Linked DNA regions of Arachis hypogaea: region 2 is linked to region 1. A link is a contact called in public Hi-C data. All regions are on one chromosome and are shown on one strand. The core of a region is the stretch at or near the end of the contact, and the rest is flanking DNA. Distances in the headings are between cores, read along the strand shown. Region 1 has its middle 5.5 kb from the start of LOC112772536. Region 2 has its middle 41 kb from the start of LOC112774892.

Region 1 (3,544 bases), core at 273-2,772:
TATAAAAGCACTATAACTTATGACACATAAAATAATAATAATAATAATAATAAATTAAAATTGTCACAAAATAATAATCATAATACTATTGTCACTAAAATTATTTTTCTTTGTAGGGATTCAACAATATTATTGGTGATATCATATTTATAATAATAAATAGGATTCATGCATCTTGCTTAGATATATAATTAATGGCATAACGGGGGATGCTTTTGCATTCAACAATAGTGCATGTTGAATGGAACACGTACGTTGAATATAATGAACGGTTTTTTGGATCGAATTTTGGTTGTTATTTCACGAATTTCTTGTAGTGATTCGCTATCATCATTTTATTATAATTTAGAATCGTCGTAATTTTTCACAATTTAAGTTTTTCTATTTTATATTATAACTTGTTATAATTTTCAATAATGTATGTGCTAATTAAAAATACACAATTTTAAAAATTTTATTAGACTAAAAATAAGTTATATATTTTATAATAGTTATAAACATATTTAAGTCATTTTCATATTATAAATTAAAATAAGATCCATATGAGATGCAACTATTATCTTTATTTGTGCGTATTTCTATTTTTCTAAAGTGTTACATAATACTAGCTACTACTGCATATGCTTGTCTTTCTTTTCTGATGCCTAAAAATTCTTATTTCAGGAATATAATAAATCTCTAGATTGATCTCAATTTTTGTATTGGAAATATTTGTCTTAAACAAAAAGCATTCAACAATTTAGTCTTTGATTTTGTACAATATTGGAGACATGATGAAATAAAAATAATAAATTAGTCTCTATCATGTTTAGAAAAATAATAAATCATTTTTTAATTTTTTTACAAAAATTAAATAACACAGTTGAAAGATTAAATCGTTTAAAATTTTAAAAGATAAAAAACTAGTATATTTAGTTACTTTATTAATTAATGTGTTTAATGTTATAAAATATAATATATCTATTAACTAAACCTTTTTCATCAGAGTTTTTTCCAATATAAGATTATTAAAGATTAATTTAAAGTATCCACTCTTCTTATTTTTACGTTGAAATAAAAATATTTATACCACTTTTTATATATGTTTTTCTTGTACGTCTTTTTTATGTTATAAAAGAAGTTTTTATCTTCTCTTATTTTTTATCGATCACTTTTAATATAAAAAATAAAAATAAAAAAATAACGTGGAGAAATTAAATAAAATCCATTCACATGTGACATGTGGGCTCGTTGCGTGGTTGTGACCACGACATTCGGCAAATAATTCATGCGGAGATAAGATGCTTTCTGGTTCTGGCACCGCTACATTGAACCACAACATGCATGATTATTAATGGAAAAGTTTAGAGACAGTAATTTTATTAAATTTTGTCCAATATGTAACTAGTATAAGAAAAGTGAGTAATTTTATATTATTACATAAAATTTTACACTATTAAAAATATCATTGATAACTATTTAATGACTACAAATCACAAAAATTACTGAGCCCTACTAGCACTCCTCATTATTAATTACATGATTATTCATTTTGCACGCCCGTGACGTAAAGACTCTTACGTCAAGGTCCTTGCTGTCCAATAGGTTTTACGTGTTATTAAAAAGTTTATTACAAATTACACACAAAAAATTAAAATGAAAAAATATCAAATTTTCTAAATATAAAACGAAAAATATAATTTGTAAATTCTTTATATAATATTATTAAACAAATATTTATTGAATATTTAAAAATTTTGGCTTGATAAAATAAAAATTATATATTAAAAACTAATAAAATTTAAAATAATACTGGTCGTACCAAATATAGAGATCACGAGCTGCGGAGTTGGTGAGTTGAGTAGATCGGAGATCCTAACTTTGGTGAAAGTAGAATCAGGTCAAAAAGAGGGAAACAACCTGCAAGACACTTCAATACTTAAGTTAACAATGTGTTTAGGTGTTGTTTTATGATTCAGAGTTTATCTGCCGAGTTCCTTCTCTTTTTATCCCTTTAACTCGAGATGACTGTTTCTTTGGGCATTTATTGCCTTTATAACATGCTCTTAATGCCATGATTTGGCAGTTTCATAACTTGGTAGTGTAGCTATTATGTTGTACTTGACGTTATAATAACGTCAGATTCTCATTTAGTTAAGGGTGAGCACGAACCCGAACCAATTAAATTGGTTCTGGAACTAACGGGTAATCGGGTCCAACATGAACCAAACTAATCATTCTCTCTAGTAATTGGTTCGGTAACGGTTCTGGGATGTGGAACCCAAATCAACATGTAGACCCGATCATATATTAATTAAATAAAAAATAAAAATTTAAAAAATATATATATGCCTTTTAATATGTTTGAATTTCAATGTCTTTAGTGTTTAATATGTTTAGATTTTAATGTGTTTAATTTTTAATGTATTTGGTGTTTAACATATTTGGATTATTTCTATTAATGTTACATGTTTATTGTACTTATAGAATTTTTAAGATAAAAATTTCACTTTTTATTTTTTATTTTTTTATGAATTTCTGTTTCATCGGGTACCCAATTATCCGAAACGAACCAATCCGTTTTTAATCGGTTTGGTTTGGTTCGGTGCACACAAAAAACGTAAATCTAAACCAAACCAAACAAATTACAATTCAATTGGTTCGGTTCTAATTTTCTTAGACCTAAACCAACCCGATCCGTGCTCATCCCTATATTTAGTTGTTATTTCATATATCATGATTTGTCTAGAACAGTACCCCAATTCGAGTCTCTTGACTTTATGATTTTGTCAAGAGTATCCGAGTTCATGAGGTCGGATTTAAGTGAGTCCTTAATTTCTTAGGCTCCAAAATTCTAAGGAAACTGTGAAGAAACTATATAGTTTCCTTTAACCGTCTTTGTGCAATTGTAACCTCTCTCAGTTTACGAAATGTCAGGCTATTTATGAATTCTCTCTCTATCAATCAATGTCACATTAATTTCTAATTAACAATCTTCACTTTAACTTTACTTTCCAAAACATTTCCTCTCTTCAAGGAGCCTTCTCCCTTTTGTTCTTCTTTTCCTTCCTTCTTTTTGCTACCATTTCAAAGAAGAAAGGCTAGCTTTTTGTAACTATTTTTTTACGCGAAACGCTTTGTAAAATTTGGTAAGGTTCTAAGGTTCTTTTTGCCTCTTTTCTTCTTTTTGAACCAGTTTGTTAGTGTACATTTCTTACTTCTGTGTTTTGCATTTTGCTTTTCTTTGCTGTCCCATGCATTTCTTTCACGATTCTAGTTATTGCTCCATGCATTTCTTTATGAGATTTTGGTTTTTATGTTTGCCACATTTAATTAGGTTAACATAGTAGGGGTACCACTATCTTAGGTTTTTCTAACTCCATACCAATGATTTTTACATTTCATTTTGTCCCCATTCTACCAATGCCTTTCTGGATTTTCCAGAACTATGGTGAATTTTTGAACTTCATGGGTAGATTTTAGAGTTTTTCAATCCTAAGTAACATAGTGGTGGTACCCTTGTAGGTTTTTTCCGAGATAATGAGGAGAAAAGGTTATAGCAGCT
Region 2 (3,544 bases), core at 651-3,150, 370 kb after region 1:
AATATTTTGCTACAAAAGAAGCTTGCAATATAGAAACAGAAAACTATATCTTCTGTAATATATAAACATCCATAGATGTGAAAAGTGTAAGAACTTGTTACCCTACTAGTAAACAAGAAGGGATTTATATCCCTTTGGCACTAATAATACGAAGGCTGACATATAGGATAAGGTCTAATAATAATATAAATTTTGATAAAATTTTAAAAATATACAATATTTTAAAAGCATCATCAAAAACCTAAGACAAAATTTCCAAAGCATATTGTGAAGGGATGAGGGATGGCAGGACGGATTTATGTGTAGCATTGCGGATGGGGTGTCTCCATTAGAATTGAAAAATTCATTTAATAGTATATAATAGTGATATTTATTTATTTTTTTTTTACCAAAAATAGGAGACTCGAACCCGCAACCTCTGAATTGAGTATGGAGAGACTATGCCATTTGAGTTATAACTCATTGGCAATAGTGATATTTATTTGTTCTCATTATGTTATTACTATTGTATTAAATTATGATTATAATTATTTTATTTTATATATATATTTATATAGCTTTCATTGTTAGAATGTTCTATACATAAGGTGATGATCGAGTTTTGGTTGAAAGAGAGAAATAGGGAGAAAGTCAAAAAGCAGAATATTCATTGTATATTAAATTGGTAAAATGAGTCCGTCAAAAAAAATGGTGAAATGAGAGTACAATCACATTTCTTCTATAAAGGAACTAGTTTATATATATAGCCGGATAACTCTTCTAGTATTGGAGTAATGGAAGAATTGGCTCTAATGTTATAACATTCATCCACTAGTTTAACTCAGTGATACATAGAGATCAGCACAAAAACAATTCAACTTTTATGTATGTCTTGGTGTCTCACTACCATAAAACGTTAAAAGCGTACTCCAGACATAGCCCAAAAGCCAGCATGTATAATTGTAATTTATTTTATTACCCATAAATGTTATCAATACCGGTCAGAAGTCATTTTCGAAGAAAATCACAAGACATTTCATCAACTCAAAAAATATACTGTAATATCAACGAGATATTAATTTAAAATCATTTTATTTATCATAATATTAATTTTATAAAAAATTTAAGTTAATTAAAAAAATATAAATAATTATATTTTTAATATATTTTTTTAAATAATTTGTTTTTAAAATTTGTTTGAATTTTTTGCTCATATTTTTTTTTTATTGGTCTTATACTGAATTTTATTTTTTTGGGTTCATTAATAAGAATCGAACTTTAACCTTTTAATTATAAAAATTATGATAATATATTAAAATATTATTTCTTTTAAAAATTTAAGATAATAAAAAAATATAAATAATTATATTTTTAATACTATTTAACTTAATATTTATAATTTTATACATATAATATTTATAATTATATATTTATTATATTTAATATTTTCCAATTATACAGACCGTTATTAGTGAATACAAATAAGATAATTTTATAATGATTTCTACTATTTTCCAAAATTTAAAATATATACCGCAACAATAAAACTACCGACTACGTATGTACAAGAAGTACTAGAGGAGAATCAAAAGTCACACGAGTATGTACAAGAAGTACTAGATGAGAATTAAAAGTCACATGAGAATTAAGTGTTCCACATAGATGGTAAAAAAAAAAAGGCGCAACATGCCAATCACATTAATATTCTCTCCATGAAAATAACGTGAATTTTTTCAAGTTGGTATCGATATTATTATTGATTATCTTAGGAGGGTGAACAATTTTAAAATCAAGAAACAAAAAGTCACGCGACAAAATCAAGCTAGTTTCCAGGATAAGAAAATTCATTTCCTACCACACATATGGTAGCAATGATGGTGATTCCTTTTACAGGAATAGGATGTGATGCACTCATCACTCATGCACATGAATCTGACATAATAATATGCACGTGACATATATAGACAAATGCATGAGAATGATTATGGTTTCAAGGTCCCCATAACTTTTAAGAGACCAACTTCATGGTCCTTCCACATTTCTATTTATCCTTACCTATCATCTCTCACTTCGCAGTAAGTCTGCTCCCGTGAATATTTCCAAGAACTTAAAGAGGGGAAAAAAAAGGTACGTCTTTGACTTTTACTACAAATAAATTTATGTAAAAACTTAGCTAAAACCTAAAATATGTTTTAAAATTATATTTTTTATGAGTATAATAATAAAAATTTCTATCCCCATTAGCTTCGTCAGCTTCCTTCTCTTCATCGTTTGCCAATTCCACATGATATACAATGCCTGATCATCTGCTCCCTGGTCTCTTAATTCCTCTCTTGTTGCTCCTTTATTTTTTTACCCTGGTGCATATAAGTTAATTTCAATTCTTCTATAGTCCTCTCCGGCTCTCCCATCTATTTTTCTCTGTTTATGTTTGGGCTGATACTATTTCCCAGTTCCCATCAACATCTTCAAGGCCTCCTGTTTTTTTCCTTGTTTGGGCTTTTAGTATTGGGATGTCTTTTGCTTCGCTCAGTTGTGTACATTTCCTCATTGCATAATATGATCATGCTTGTTGGGCCTCTAAGTCATAATGCAGAGTCTCCTCCTTATCACCGAATTGGGCCTCCATATTTGTGTAATGGGCCTTGCTCTCCCTTATGACTCTTTTCCCTTTTGTTTACCCTTTCTATTCCTGAATAAAGTTACTTAATCGCTGTCCAAAATAAATAAAATAAAGCTATCTAATCCTTCAATGGCCTTTTGTCTCTCTCTAAATCTTGTTGAATTTCGGAGATATTCTCTTGTTTCTATTCCTATAGTTGTGTATTTCTTATCTAAATTTTTTGTCTACATAACTTGCTCCTCTTTTGTCCTTATTCCGACTTTTTGTATATTGTTCACTCTTCTCTAAGTAAAACTTTATTTCTTTTCATTGTCTTTTTCTCTTCACGAGTCTTCATGTGCTAATTGCTTCCATGTGTCTTATTCATCCTCTTTTATCCTTTTCTTTCTATTTTTTGCTTCTAGTCCTAATGCTCTTACTTGATTTACTCCTGATGCCTTTTTATATCTAGGTGTGCTTGAATCTCAACTTGCCATGGCTTTCTTTTATTATTATTTTTTGCATTCTTTCATATTATACCCCAAAATTCTACAATTGAGGCAATACAAATCTCATAATCTCTCATATATAAAGTAGACCTAAATTTTTGATAATTTATCTCTCTCCATCCAAAATTCTGTTAGGAGAGAAATAATAACTTCAATGGTAGTCTTTATTCTAAAAAAATATCAACTTCTTATTTCTTTTTGGATCTTCTACTTCTATGACAATTCCTAGCATATCTCCTATACATTTAGCAATCTCTTTGTCCATATAATCCAAAATACCATGAATCTGGATCCAGAATTTAATGAAATCATGCCTGACTTAAAAAATAGACTTCTCTTTTACATATCCCTATAGATTTAGAAGCTACCTATATATATACCATGGACCTCCATTTAGTATCTGTCTTTTTCTGTTTTTGTCCTTAAAACTGAACAGAATTTTGTTGCCATCTAC

What was found. Hi-C and Micro-C count contacts between places; a contact is called where the count stands out from the background.
Region 2: a contact with region 1 is called in a Hi-C map of leaf, with 4 times the contacts expected there. The contact joins two enhancer-like sites. A contact is called at or near these places in 2 of 8 Hi-C or Micro-C datasets (both in leaf).

What each region holds. Positions count from the first base shown.
Region 1 is chr18:36,648,914-36,652,457 of arahy.Tifrunner.gnm2.J5K5, forward strand. No RefSeq gene overlaps it. Among protein-coding and RNA genes, the nearest start is that of LOC112772536, 5.5 kb to the left of the region's middle. Within about 2 kb of position 1,523, at least 1 of the 3 cell types and tissues checked has open chromatin away from gene starts, as enhancers often do.
Region 2 is chr18:37,020,436-37,023,979 of arahy.Tifrunner.gnm2.J5K5, forward strand. No RefSeq gene overlaps it. Among protein-coding and RNA genes, the nearest start is that of LOC112774892, 41 kb to the left of the region's middle. Within about 2 kb of position 1,901, at least 3 of the 3 cell types and tissues checked have open chromatin away from gene starts, as enhancers often do.